Linked DNA regions of Sus scrofa: all the other regions are linked to region 1. The links are chromatin contacts, called in public Hi-C and HiChIP or PLAC-seq maps. All regions are on one chromosome and are shown on one strand. Each heading gives the region's core, a stretch centred on a gene start, on an enhancer-like site or on the middle of the called end of the contact. The rest is flanking DNA. Distances are from core to core; before and after follow the strand shown. Region 1 holds the start of MED14 (mediator of RNA polymerase II transcription subunit 14). Region 2 holds the start of NYX (nyctalopin). Region 3 holds the start of DDX3X (DEAD-box helicase 3, X-linked).

Region 1 (4,436 bases), core at 1,346-3,845:
GCTCAGACACTGTTATTAAAAGCACCACCTTTCACGCTCCAAGTGTCCCGACTTGGACCATAAACTTATGGTCCCTCTCTATATAAGTGACTGTAAAAAAAAGGTTTTTACTCCAAGTGAGATGGGGAACTATTGGAGAGTTGTGAGCAAAGAAGTTTGAAAAGGATCATCCTGGCTATTTTATAGAGGAAAAACTATAGGGGCAAGGGTAGCAGCAGAGGTGCCAGATAGCAGACTACTGCAGTAACATGAGCAAAAGATGGAGCACTTGACCGAAATGTTGAAAAGCGGTCGGATTCTGAGTCAGAGATGACAAGACTTGCTGATATCCTGAGTGTGGGACAAAAGAAAGAGGAGCCAAGAATTACTCTTAAATTTCTGGCCCAAGCATCAAGAAGAAGAATGGATAGGAAACTTCAGCAGGAATTGAAGGGAAAGAGGAGTTTGGTTCTGGACTCAGCCCACTGAAGTGCCCATTAGGTTCTTAAATGTAGTCATCTGGATACAAGACTCTGAGTCCAGTGGAGAGACCTGTGCCTGAGATACAAGCATGAGAATACCCTTCACATAAAGGGTGCAAGACTACAACGATAAACTTATTAAACAGCAATAAAGGAAATGTTTCTCTCTTTATAACTAAGTGCTAAAACAGTAAGAACAGCACAATTCAAAGGATTTCTACAGATACCCTATGGAAAAACAAATCATACAAATTACACAACCACTATTAGCGGCAGTTTTCCACATTTTACCACAGCTGTACATTGGATGGGTGACCTTCACATACATGACATTTTCTCATGGATACTCTTAAATTTTTATGAAATCCAACAATAAACACTGCAGAGAAATGCATCACCACAGTAACCTCTAATCGTGACAGCTGCTGAAGTTTCTCATTAGACAGGAGTAGGCTTCTTTCTTTCCCATTCAATAAAGCACGGATATCAAAATTCTCATAGATGCTTTTTTACAGAAATAAGTGGAACCTATTATGATTCTTTTAGTCATTGAGAATATTCTAAGTCTCTAGCACCAAATTACTGTGACACTTTACAGCCTAATACCGACATATTAATGTATTTCAATAGAAAACACTGATCCAGAGCCTACTAATAGAGAAAAGCTAAAAACGAATCTAGATGAAAACCAGTAATGTTTTTCCGAACCTGAGTTTAAAACTGTAAAACAGTAATTAAAGTGTATCTATCCCTAGTTGTTATAGTTTCTTTTCTTTGCACACCGAAAATCGTTACAGTGTATTCTGATCCTATTCTGAAGGGATTAACAACCTAATCATGTCCCAAGGCATTTCACTGGTAACTTGGTGATTTACAAACTCCCTTCATACCCCAAGAGACAATAACAGCAGGCCAGTCTTAAAAAATCTCTACTTACACTTCATGCGTGAAGACTTCAGTTTTAAATGTTCCAGAAAAACAAACTTGGAACCCCAAATTTTGTATTATTTTATACACATCTCCTGAGTTCAAACTTTGTCAGAAGCAATTACAACCTACATTTAAAATGTACTGTAAGAGGAGGTTGTAAAACAGTTTCCCATCTTTGGGATTTTTTCCTTTTCTTTTCTTTTTTTAAGCTCGAATACTATGTACTCCTAAACCCTAAACTTGGGGCCTGGGTTAAAAAGCCTCCAGCCAAGAAATCAATAGGGCTCAGCTGGCAAATGAGCAAACCTCCCAAAGAAGGGCTTTTCAAGGAAAATCTAACAACGTGCATAATTAACAAGTCTCCGTTGCTTCATCTCCAGAAAGACTTCCAAATGCAAAGCCTCTCCTCCACCTCCTTTGAAGCCCATGAGTTCAGAAATTCTAGACTAAGCAGCCTAGCGAAGAAGAGAAAGCAGCAACCTCTTGGAGGGAAGGAGGTTCGAACCTCTCTCAGGCCATTGGGCGGGAAGGGGGGGGCTGGGGAGCAGGCATGGATTTCGCGGCACTTACAGGTCCGTCAGCACCATGAGCTCCGAGTAGGCCCGGTGCAGCAGAAATTCGATGAGGGTGCTCAGCCGGTAGCCAGGGCTAGCCGCGGCCGCAGCGGCCGCCGCCACGGCGGCTCCGGGAGGAGGAGGCGCCGGGGCTGACGCGGGGCCGCCGCTGCCCCCGCCGCCGCCTCCGGGCGGGACCAGCTGGTGGTTCTCCAGCTGCACTGGGGCCATGGCGGCGCAGGGCCGGGCTTGGCGCAGGGCACAAAATGCGGCCCGCGAGCCTCCCTCACGGGCACTCGGTCACCGCGCCTAAGTGGTCGCGGGCGGATTCGCCGCCGCCTACAGCGGGGCCGCCTCTGAACAGGAAGCCGTGCTGCGGCCGCAGAGGCCCGCCCCCATGTAGCGACGAGCCCGCCGGCTCCAGGGACGGGAGCGAGGGGCGGGGGGAAGCGGGGAGGGCGGGGAAGCCAGGTGGCCGCAGCAGAGAGGCTGCACCCCCGCGACCGATCAGAGGCTGCTCCGCCAGGCAGCCGCAGCGTCCATGTTGACGGCCCAAAGCGGAAGTCGTTAGGCAGAACGGAAGGGGAACCAAAGGGGGACTTCCGACAGCAACCTGCGCCTTTTCTCCGGGCTGTCGGGCGCCGGGACGCTGGGGGCGCGTGGGAGTGGGGCGGGGCCGGCGCGCGGGCAGGAAAAGCGGAAGCGGGGGCCGCCCGCTGCCGGAAGTGAGTGTGAGGGCGGAACCGGTGACGTCACCGCGAACGTCAGCGGTTGCCCCGCCCTTGCTCTCGCCGCTCTCCGGGATTTAAAAGGCTCCCGTTTGCGCTTAGGTGTCGATTAGCGCTTCCCTGGTGGGTGCAACCCGGCCGGGGAGGCTACGCGACCCCAAATGTTCCGGACTTGTGGTTCTGGAATTTCGAAGAAATGGTTGCGGCTGCGCGCTGGTGACTTCTCAGATCTTTGCACCTCCCACAGTCTGCCCATGCGCCTTTCGTGGGATAGAAGACGTGTCCGTCATTGTTGGGTTTTTTTTTAAGCTGTGGGAAAAGAGGCGAAAAAATATGATTGGGGCTAGCAACGGGGCCGCTGGCGGGATAACTTCACTTTAATCAAGTTGGATATATGTTCAGCTAGTTACCGGCCCCCCAAATCCTGGCAGTTCTACCACAAACAGCCCTTAAATCCTCTACCGCTGATTCTCACTTGGTTCTTGTCCTTTCTCTTCAAGAAGCCGCCCTGCCTTCCAAGGGTTTTCAGTTCATCTTCTATGCCCTGCCGCCACTCCCTCCCACCCTCCCTCCGCCGCCGCCTCAAAATCCACGCTTAATTTTGCTTCCTGCTCTAAAGCGGTTATTCTCAACCCTGCCCGCACATTGGAATCATGGCGGGGGCGGGAAGAAGGTGCTGGTTTGGGTGACTTTAAAAGATATTTCTGCCAACCACATAGATTCAGCTTTAATTGGTCTGGGCTTCAGGATTTTTCAAAAGCTCCCTAGGTGATTTTAACCTAGGAAGCGACAACCGCTTAAAAGGGTCAATTGCTGTGACCGTTTTCAAACATCTTTTTGCAGATTCTTATCTGTAACTCTTAGGTGTAAGAGACGCACTTGCTGTTCCCTAAAGTTAAAATACTCTCATTCTTGTCCACTTGTGTAATTCTTAGTCATTCTTGAAGACCATTTACCTGTCTTCTGAGGGTGTAACCTTTGGAGCAGTTAATCACTTAATCAGTAACTAATCACTTGCTCCCTCTTTTGTGATCCTAAAGCACATTTGCACACACAATACCATCATCTACTCATCAAAAGGCATAAGGCTTACTTACAGCCCCCACAGCTGCAGTTGCTGGAAGGCAGATACCCTCTGTAGGATCCATCCCTATGCTGCTATCTCAGGGAACAAACACATTTTTTTCTAAGTTAGCTAGAATCTGCATTTCTTTTGCAGTTGTTTTGATTTGTTTTATTGAAAGTTCTTTTTTCTCTTTTGAAAACTATTGCCTTTGGTTAAAAAGCCCTGGTGGCCACATACACACAAATGATAGGTGGTTGTATAAGATTGTCCTTAGAGGTCTTTTCTAACACTCAGATTCTGATTCTGTGTCATGTTGATAGGATTTTAAGTCCTCGGCCTTATTGCATATATTAAACACAGTTATACACCATGCCTCTTGGTATTCATTCTGTTTGTCATTAAGATTCTACCTAGAGAAGCTGCAACCAACCCGCAAGTAAAAAATTAATGGGTGGATGGGGTTGTTTTAGAAAATTTTTCACCCATATCCATCAGATTAGCTTTTTTTTTTTTTTGTCTTTTTGTTGTTGTTGTTGTTGTTGCTATTTCTTGGGCCGCTCCCGCGGCATATGGAGGTTCCCAGGCTAGGGGTTGAATCGGAGCTGTAGCCACCGGCCTACGCCAGAGCCACAGCAATGCAGGATCCGAGCTGCGTCTGCAACCTACACCACAGCTCACGGCAACGCCGGATCGTTAA
Region 2 (4,436 bases), core at 1,073-3,572, 660 kb after region 1:
TTTTTTTTTTTGCCTGTTAGGGCCACACCCATGGCATGTGGAGGTTCCCAGGCTAGGGGTCTAATTGGAGCTGTAGCTGCCAGCTTAACACCACAGCCTCAGCAACAAGGGATCCAAGCCTCATCTGCAACAACACAGCTCATGTCAGCGCTGGATCCTTAACCCTGAGCAAGGCCAGGGATCGAAGCTGCATCCTCATGGATCCTAGTAAGGTTTATGAACCACTGAGCCATGAAGGGAACTCCAGAAAACCAATTCTTTTTTTTTGTCTTTTTGCCATTTCTTGGGCTGCTCCCACGGCGTATGGAGGCAGGTTCCCAGGCTAGGGGTCAAATCGGAGCTGCAGCTGCCCGCCTATGCCAGAGCCACAGCAACGCGGGATCCGAGCCGCGTCTGCAACCTACACCACAGCTCACGGCATCTCAACCTACACCACAGCTCACGGCAATGCTGCAATGCTGGATCCTTAACCCACTGAGCAAGGCCAGGGATGGAACCCTCGACCTCATGGTTCCTAGTCGGATTCATTAATCACTGCGCCCATGACGGGAACTCCCAGAAAACCAATTCTTTAATGTTATCTAATAATCATTCTGTATTTCATTTCTACTGATTGTTTCAGAATTGTCCGAAAATTGCACTGACTGTTATCTCAAGTTTTTTACTTAACAGGTCTCCCTTCTTTTCATTCGTTCCCTCGTTCCATTAATTTGTTGGAAAAACTGGATCATTTGCCCTGTAAAACTCTCCACAGTCTATATTTAGCTTAATTTATCTTGTACCTTTGGTGGTTCTTAATGTATTTCTCCAATCCTCACATTTCTTTAAATGGTAGCAAAATCTGTAGGCTTGATTAGCTTCAGGTTCTTTTTCTTTTTCTGTCCCAAATACTTCAATGGTAGTGCTGTATACTTTCTATTATGTCACATCAAGAGGTGCCTAATGTCTGGTTGTGCCATTTGGGGGGCATGTTTAAAAATGATCTGTAGGATCTATGATTCATTGCAAATATGGTGATTTCCTCATTCTATCACTTCCACATTTATTAGCTGTGATTTTTTTTTTTTTGTCTTTTTAGGGCCACACCTGAGGCATATAGAGGTTCCTAGGCTAGGGGTCAAATTGGAGCTGTAGCTGCCAGCCACAGCCATAGCCACAGCCACAGCAATGTGGAATCTGAGCCACGTCTGAGACCTACACCACAGCTCACGGCAACGCCGGATCCTTAACCCACTGAGCAAGGCCAGGGATCGAACCTGCATCCTCATGGATACTAGTTGAGTTTGTTAACCACTGAGCCATGAGGGAACTCCTAGCTGTGATTCTTTTTTGGCCGCGCCAATAGCATGTGGGGAGTTTCGTGGGCCAGGGTTGACGAGGTGCCACAGCTCAAACTGAGCTGCTGCAGTGACAATGCCAGATCCTTGACCCACTCTGCAAGGGAACTCCTAGCTGCGATTCTTTTATTAGGAAAAACTTTCTCTCAACTGGTATATTTAATTACCTTGAAATACAGCCCATAAAGGAAAGACAAGGTAAATTTCCTTTTAGTTATCACCTTTCAAAATAGTGCCCTAGTAACCTCCACCGTCTACTGATGAGAGTTTTTCACAAATCACTATAAACTCATAGATTTAACAAATACATTTATTTCATTTGATGCGTTTCAACTCATTACATTCACTATTCTTATTGATGCTTGTCCCAGCTTTGGCCAGTGGAACCACTCGACTTTCCTTCTACTCAAATATCTTTGATGTCCTCTCTTCTGTCATAATAAGATGTTCCAGGATCATGTTGTACTTTGCCTGCCTCAGACCTGGAAGCTGCCTTTTCTTCAAGGAGCTCTGGTTTCTTTTTCCGAGAGATGAGAAGAGACCTAGTTTTGATGCAATGTAAAGAGCCGTGATTTCAAAAGAGGCTCTGAGGAGGTGTATCTTTGGGCAGCGTTTGTTGAGTGACACAGCAGGAAGGGACCCTAAGCCAGCTCTTCACTTACAGATGAACAAACAGGGTGTTAGCCACCATCAGAGCTACATGGCCGGGTCAGGAGGGCAAGGCTCTGGCAGACCCTCCCTGCGGTGTGACCTTTGGCAGGTCAAGCCCTCGCCCTGGCATCCCTTCCAGCCGGATATTCTGCGGCTCCAGGTGCGTGACTAACGTTTCCGGCACAGACGCACCCTGGGACTTTCCCGGCCCTGCCCCGCCCCGCGGAGCTGGAGAGAGTGGCGTTCGGGGGCGGGGGAGGGGGAATGGGCGGGGCCCCCGGCCTGGGAGCCGCCCCGCCCGGGCTCCAGAGCCTCAGCGCCCCCTGGCGACTGCGCTGGGCAGGGCGGGGCTGCTCGGGGGCGGGGCTCAGCGCCCGGCGGCTCCGCCTCTTCGCCCCCAAAGGGTGGGGCCGGGAACGGCGGATGTCTGCAGGAGCTGCAGAGGTTTCGCAAGGACGTGACCCTAAGGGTAAAAAACCATTGTGTCACGCGTGGTTGCTAACCGGGGTTAGCGAGCTGAACTAGTTCTCTGACGCCTGGGGAGGGAGGGGTCCAGGGAGGGCTGGGCCGAAACATCCAGATTGCCCCTCCATTAGCGCGGTGGCACACCCTGCTCCCCGCCCCCCCGGGGGGGGAACAGAAGAGGGCGCGAGCCCGCACCCCCTCTGTGCCCCAGCCTGTAGTTGGGGCGACACTATTCCTCCGGAGGTCAGCGGAATGAAGGCAGAGTTTTTCCGCCCTTTTCCTCTTCCCAATTCCAGAACCGGGCCCCATGGAGCTGGGTTTCGATTGGAAGGTGGAAATGAAAGGATGGGAGAAGCAGGGTGGTTCTCTCATAGAGAACAAAGGAGTTGGGTGCATTAGCCACAGACTGGGTTCAGCCAAGGTAGTTTAGGGGTGCCTGGCAGTATGGGGGTGGCTCTCTCCCAGTGGGGGTGGCCACGGAGATGGGGATCGATCGATCGTGTCCCTGTCTTACTAGGGCCCCAGAATAACCCAGGAACTGGGATGCTGGAGGACTGGGTCCTAGCTCTACTTCCTTTTAACTGTCACCCTGGGGAGCAGGTCACTTAACCTTTGTGGGCCTCACTTTCCCAACTTGAAGAATGCTGGTCTGGACTAGATTCTGGAATAGTTTCAAGTACTGTAAGGCATGGGGAGTGAGGGTGTCTGTCCTAAAACTGTGGAGTCAGAGAAAAAGGCTGGGCCAGGGGCCAAGGCTATCACACCCCAGTCCTCTTTCTGTAGCTCCCCATTCCCCATTCGCACTTGGGCTTCGTTAGCAAACACTTGTGCACCGCTGTTGCGTGCCAAACGTAGGCTCACCCCTGATGTTTGTAAGACCTGGGGCAAGTGTACACACGAAGGACCACATACCATGTGTCTAAATATTTAAAAGTTATAAATCAAGCTAACAAACTCTTAAATAAAATGCATTCTATCCTCCTACCTTGACAGATATACCTACATAAAAATAACAATCTGGAAGATCAGGTTCAAGTTTGGAATTCTTGTATTCCTCCACATTCTAAGCTAGAACGTGGTGGCACAGAGAGTAACTCCAGCTCAAGGGCTGTGGTGTGGCTTCCTGCTCTTCCTAACCTGTGTCCACCCCACACCCGGAGGACCCTTTCCCACTGCCCTTTAAGAGGCCACTTATGGACAGTGGTGGCACAGTCTACTGCTCCCCACCCCCCCACCCCCAGGAGGACAGACTAAGAAAAGCAGGTTCAGAATCTGTTGGGCAGGGAGTTCTGAGGTCCCAGGTATCCGAAACCCGGTGGGCATGTCCTTGGCACCTTGATTCCCCAGCGTCCATCTTGCCCAGTCTGAGGGTGGTACCTGCCAGGCGTTATGGAGATGCAGCCCTGGAGCATCTGAACTCTACGAAGGGCAAGGCCAATGCCTACAGGCAAGGTGGGAGGGTGCCAAGCAGGGGCTAGGAGGTAGCCCTTGTGCCAAGCCTGCTGGGAAGGTTGGGGTCTCAGCAGGTGGAGAAGTGGGGAAAGAAAAGAGCGAAGGCCTGAGAACCATCCATCCAGGGTCGGAATGTCTGTGAACTGTGACCACCCTGTAAAAAGGCTGGAGGTGAATCTTCGTCCTCCAGAATAACAGGCTGCACCTCCAATAGCGTTGAGCCATGTCGGGTGGGGCTGCCAACTGTGGAGCCCCTGAGAGGCAGCCTCGCCCATTGAAGAGCAGGATGAGGACCTTACAGTCCATCCCAGGGCAGCTCTGCATCGGGCATATATCCCGATGCCCTTCCCCACACCATGCCACCTTGGTAATTGGCATTTTTTTTTTTTTTTGTCTTTTTAGGGCTGCACCCTGACCATATGGAAGTTCCCAGGCTAGGAGTCGAATCAGAGCTGCACTGCCAGCCCACACCACAGCATCCGAGCCATGTCTGCGACCTATACACCACAGCTCATGGCAACGCTGGATCCT
Region 3 (4,436 bases), core at 1,377-3,876, 570 kb after region 1:
GGGCGGTTATTTATCATTTAGTGTCCTTGTGTAGGAGCATTCACATATTGAAGTACATTGTTTTATAATTACTTTGCTTTTATTCCACAATTAAGTCCTGTTTTCGTTTTGTTCTCTTTCTGTCTTTTTAGGGCCACACCCGCGGCATATGAAGGTTCCCAGGCTAGAAGTGAAATCCGAGCTGTAGCCCCCAGCCGAAGCCACAGCAACGTGAGATCCGAGCTGAGGCTGCGATCTACACCAAAGCTCACGGCAATGCCAGATCCGTAACCCACTGATCGAGGCCAGGGATCGAACCTTCGTTTAGCATGATTCCTTTCCTCTGAGCCACAACCAGAACTCCTGTTTGGATTTTTTTTTTTTTTTTTGGTCTGTTTAGAGCCGCACCCGCCGCATACGGAGGTTCCCAGACTAGAGTCTGAATTGGAATCGGAGCTGTAGCTGCTGGCTTATGCCACAGCTCACCGCAATGCCGGATCCTTTTTTTATTATTATTATTTATTTTTTATTTTTGGTCTTTTTAGGGCCGCACCCGGGGCATGTGGAGGTTCCCAGGCTAAGGGATGAATTCCAGCTACAGCTGCCGGCCTGCACCACAGCCATAGCAACGCTGGATCCGAGCAGCGTCTGCGACCTACACCACAGTTCACCGCAACGCGGGATCCTTAACCCACTGATCCTTAACCAACTGCCAGGGATCGAACTTGCGGCCTCGTGGATATTAGATTTGTTTCCGTTGGTTGTGTTTTTTGAAATTGTGTGTTGTTAGGTTTAGGTTATATTATTTATGATTTGTTATTTCAGTATGGTTAAAGAGGGCATCACAAAATACTTGTTAGAAAAAGGAGTTGCATCTCACAGGGTTGTGTAGTCCACCTCCTTTTACTGATGAAAAAATTGAGACCCAAGGCAGTTAAGCGGCTAGCCCAGGACACAAGTGTCATATTATCTCCGTATCTCTTTAGAATTTCAGTTTCGATTACAAAAATTGGAAAGGGAAAGAAGTGGTAAATTACGTGATGAGGACGAGCTATTTGAATTCTGGCAGGAGAAGATCCTTTGGGGGATGGTGGAAAACCCCGTATATTATTTAATTCTGTCAGGCTGAGGGTCAGAGGAGAGGGGGAAAAACGTTCATGAGAACCGCGTACGAGCGGCTGCTTGCTGAAAGGCAGGGGTCCATTAGTAAACATGCATTTAAGGTTTTGCGGCACTGAGGCTGGGACTAGGGGTTGTCTGCTTAGGAGGGGGCCACAAGAAGGGGTTCCTCTGATGGCAGAAACCCGCTTCTTCCATTCCCCATTCACTGCAGTCGCCCGAGGGTAACCCCGACTCCCGACAGGTAATGCTGAAGACTTCTTCGGCAGGCCCAGATTGCGCCCAGCCACAAACACTCCCGACTCCCTAGGAGATCCTTTCTCCATCCCCAGGGTCCTCTGGGTTTGAGGGAGGCAGCACCGCGCCAGTGACCACCCGCCCAGAGCCGTTGGATGCCCTGAAGGAGGAAACTCCGGGCCTGGGTGGGCGGAGGGCCGGGGTCCCTGGAGGGTGCGCTACCACCCGCCTAAGTTCAGCGAGTGATTGTCTCATTGTTCCCTCACGGCGGGGGGCGGGGACGCGCGCAGGAGCGCGCTCGCGTGGGGTGGGGGTCGGCGGTGTTGGTAGAACAGGAGGGGCTGTGGCGTTCCTAGGCGGCGGCCCCGCTGCCTAGGCAACCGCGCGGTAAAAGTGTGCCACCACCAGCGCGCGCCGCCAGCCCCTCCACTTCCTCCCCCGGCGAGGTCGCCATCCCGCCCTCTTCCCTCCTCCTTTTCCCTTTCCTTCTCTTCTCCCTCTTTCCTCCTCTTTTCCCCTCCTCCTCCCTCTCTCCCCTCTTCTCCCCTGATTCCGCGCACTCTATTTAAAACGACGGTTTCCTGCTCCCCAAAATGGCCTCCGCGTTCGACACCTGCGATCACATGACCCGTCGTCCCAGGGGCTTTGGGCCTCTCTTTGCCTAACTCCGATTTCGGAGCGGCTGCCCGCGAGAAAGCGAGAGCTGATCAGTTTGGAGAAGTCTCACAAAAGCTCCAAGTCCGGGGGACTGGGAGGGAAAGAAGAGAGAGAGAGAGAGATAGAGCGCGCCCTTGAAAGAAAGGAACAGGGAAAACTAGAGACCTTGGGGAAAGAAAGAGGAAAAGGCCGGGGTTGGATTTTAAGGTCTGCTAGCGGGCGAAACACTGGAGGTGACGAGTTCTCGCGAGACCTCGAGACCTAGACTTAGGCTAGGGTAAGAGCGGAGGACAGGGTAAGTGGAACTTCAGCGAACTAGGACAGTACTTGGCGCTCTGAGTGCCAAGGTAGGACGACGAGCTGGGGACACGACTGACTTGGGAAATCCCGCGAGGTTAGGGCTAAGTGAGCGCGCAGTAGCTAGGCAGAAATCGTAGCGGCGGGAGGAGTGCGGGTGTGAGAGGGAGGGCACACGTCTTACGTGCTGACGTAGCAGTCGTTCGGGCGGGTATATTAGATCCGTGGCCGCGCCGTGCGCCTCAGAGCCGCAGTTCTCCCGTGAGAGGGCCTTCGCGGTTAACCAAACACACTAGCTCAGCAGCGGAAGACTCCGAGTTCTCGGTACTCTTCAGGGATGAGTCATGTGGCGGTGGAAAATGCGCTCGGGCTGGACCAGCAGGTGAGCAGCAAGGAGCCGACCGGGGTCGTTGCCGCTTGAGTCCTTCCCCTGACCTAAACCTGGCTTGTGGCGCAGCGCTAGTCGGCACCCTCAGTTCCCATTTTCGGGGTCCCCCGGGCTGGCGAGTGTGAATGTCCCGGGGCTGTGGGGGAGCGGGAAGGGGACAGGAGTGTAGGTTATGGCTGTCGCTGGGGCCGGGACCCCGGCTTGGCCCGCGGTATTGTCCCCGGGCCGAGCACAATGGCGGCTTTTGTGTATGCGTGCGCTGGCGGGCGGGGGGGGGAGGGGCGCGCGCTCTCGCGGAGGCGCGCGCACCTCGACTGCCTAGTGACCCGCCGGTGTGGGGAGAGGCTGCGCAGAGGTTCGCGAATAGGGGACCTTTTTAAGGCCCGGAGGGCTCAGCCGTGCGCGGCTCGTCAGAGACGCGGGCGGCGTTGGCGCCTGTGTGAGTGGGTGCGCGCGTGCGAGCGGGAGGAGGAACGCGGCCCTGGAATGTGGGAGGGGGCGGCGCGGGGGCGGGAGGGGGGTGGCCTCCGCTCGGGGTAATGGCGGCGGCCTCCTTTGTGTGGTGTCGGGTGGCTGGGCGGCGCTGCGGCCCCCGAGCCGGAGCGGCCCGGCCCGCCGCGGGCCCGGAAGCGAAGATGGAACGGGCATCTTGTTCCTCTCCGGCTTCCTTCCGCCGGCCTTTTTCGCTCCAGCCCGGTTGTCGCAGGCCCGGCGCCGTGGCTCGCGCGGCCGCGTTTCCGGAGTGGAAAGTTTTGTGACGCAGAAGATTCGGGGAGGGGGAGGGGAGGGAGGAACGGGCCGCTGCGTGCGCGGTGGCGCCGGGCTCCGGAGATCGCGGTTGAACGCGGTGGGAAGACGTCAGGGAGGTTCGGGCTCCGGCGCCGCCCGTCCCTCCTCCCTGGCTCCTGATAGTCACGGTGGCGATTTAGCCAGGGCGGCGCGCTGTTTTGGCGGGGGGAGGGGGAGTACCACGGGTTGTATGAGTGTCCTCGGGTCAGTGACGTTTGATCCGGGAGTCGGCCAGAGGAGGAACCCCTGGAATTGTGGCTTACGGAGAAATGATGAACAGTTTTGTTTGCTGCCCGTGGAGTGGAATTTCGAAATAGGTCAGAGGCTCCGGGTCTTTCGTCTTAACTGAAACCCCCTCTTCGAAGGGTTTAGAGGAGTACGCGGGATCTGAGAGCAGAGGGGTTCTGGGCTGCGGTGGCTGGGTATCTGCATCCCTCCGCAACAGTAGGTAGCTTCTCTCTTCAGAGAAGCTCTTTTAAGTGGGATGCTTGTTGCTTTCAAGTAAACTGCCTATCACGAACTCCAGAATTCTGAACCTGAGTGACACAAATGAATTGTTGTATCATATGTTTTTAGCGATGTAACGATCTTTTTTTTTTTTTTTGAGCGTTTTTTTCCCGTTAATGGATCAATTATATTAAATCCTTCAGATTTCTAACGTCCCATGTTAAATGGAGCACAAAGAAATCTGGTGTCAAGACATTGGGATGTGTAAGGTTAACATTTTCCATGTATAGATGGTACCTTGTTTAAGATTAGGCAGGAATTAAGTTTGCAGCCGATGTAATTGGAAAACAATATGCACAGTCGTTAGGATTAAGCAACAAGCAAATTCACAACTGAGAAAATTGCAGTTATGTAACTTTAACAATTTACAGTAGCATTTAAAATGCTTTTTACCAAGTGTAAAATTAATAACAAAACGTACTGCAACAAGTGCAAAATGTTTTTGTTACTATTGTGCCTTAAA

The links. Hi-C and Micro-C count contacts between places; a contact is called where the count stands out from the background. HiChIP or PLAC-seq counts read pairs in DNA pulled down with a chosen protein or histone mark.
Region 2: a contact with region 1 is called in an H3K27ac HiChIP or PLAC-seq map of skeletal muscle, with 4 times the contacts expected there. The contact joins the promoter of NYX here to the promoter of MED14 in region 1. A contact is called at or near these places in 1 of 5 promoter capture datasets (liver) and 1 of 2 datasets of contacts at active chromatin or transcription factors (skeletal muscle).
Region 3: a contact with region 1 is called in a Hi-C map of skeletal muscle, with 8 times the contacts expected there. The contact joins the promoter of DDX3X here to the promoter of MED14 in region 1. A contact is called at or near these places in 2 of 5 promoter capture datasets (fetal liver and liver), 7 of 47 Hi-C or Micro-C datasets (alveolar macrophages, heart right ventricle, liver and 2 more) and 1 of 2 datasets of contacts at active chromatin or transcription factors (alveolar macrophages).

What each region holds. Positions count from the first base shown.
Region 1 is chrX:36,422,242-36,426,677 of Sscrofa11.1, forward strand. MED14 (mediator of RNA polymerase II transcription subunit 14) reads right to left here and starts at 2,596. Exons shown (of 30, transcript XM_021080844.1): 1 at 1,962-2,596. The coding sequence starts at 2,176.
Region 2 is chrX:37,077,875-37,082,310 of Sscrofa11.1, forward strand. NYX (nyctalopin) reads left to right here and starts at 2,323. Exons shown (of 5, transcript XM_003360273.4): 1 at 2,323-2,457.
Region 3 is chrX:36,987,455-36,991,890 of Sscrofa11.1, forward strand. It overlaps DDX3X (DEAD-box helicase 3, X-linked), which reads left to right and starts at 2,627. Exons shown (of 17, transcript NM_001246203.1): 1 at 2,627-2,671. The coding sequence starts at 2,627.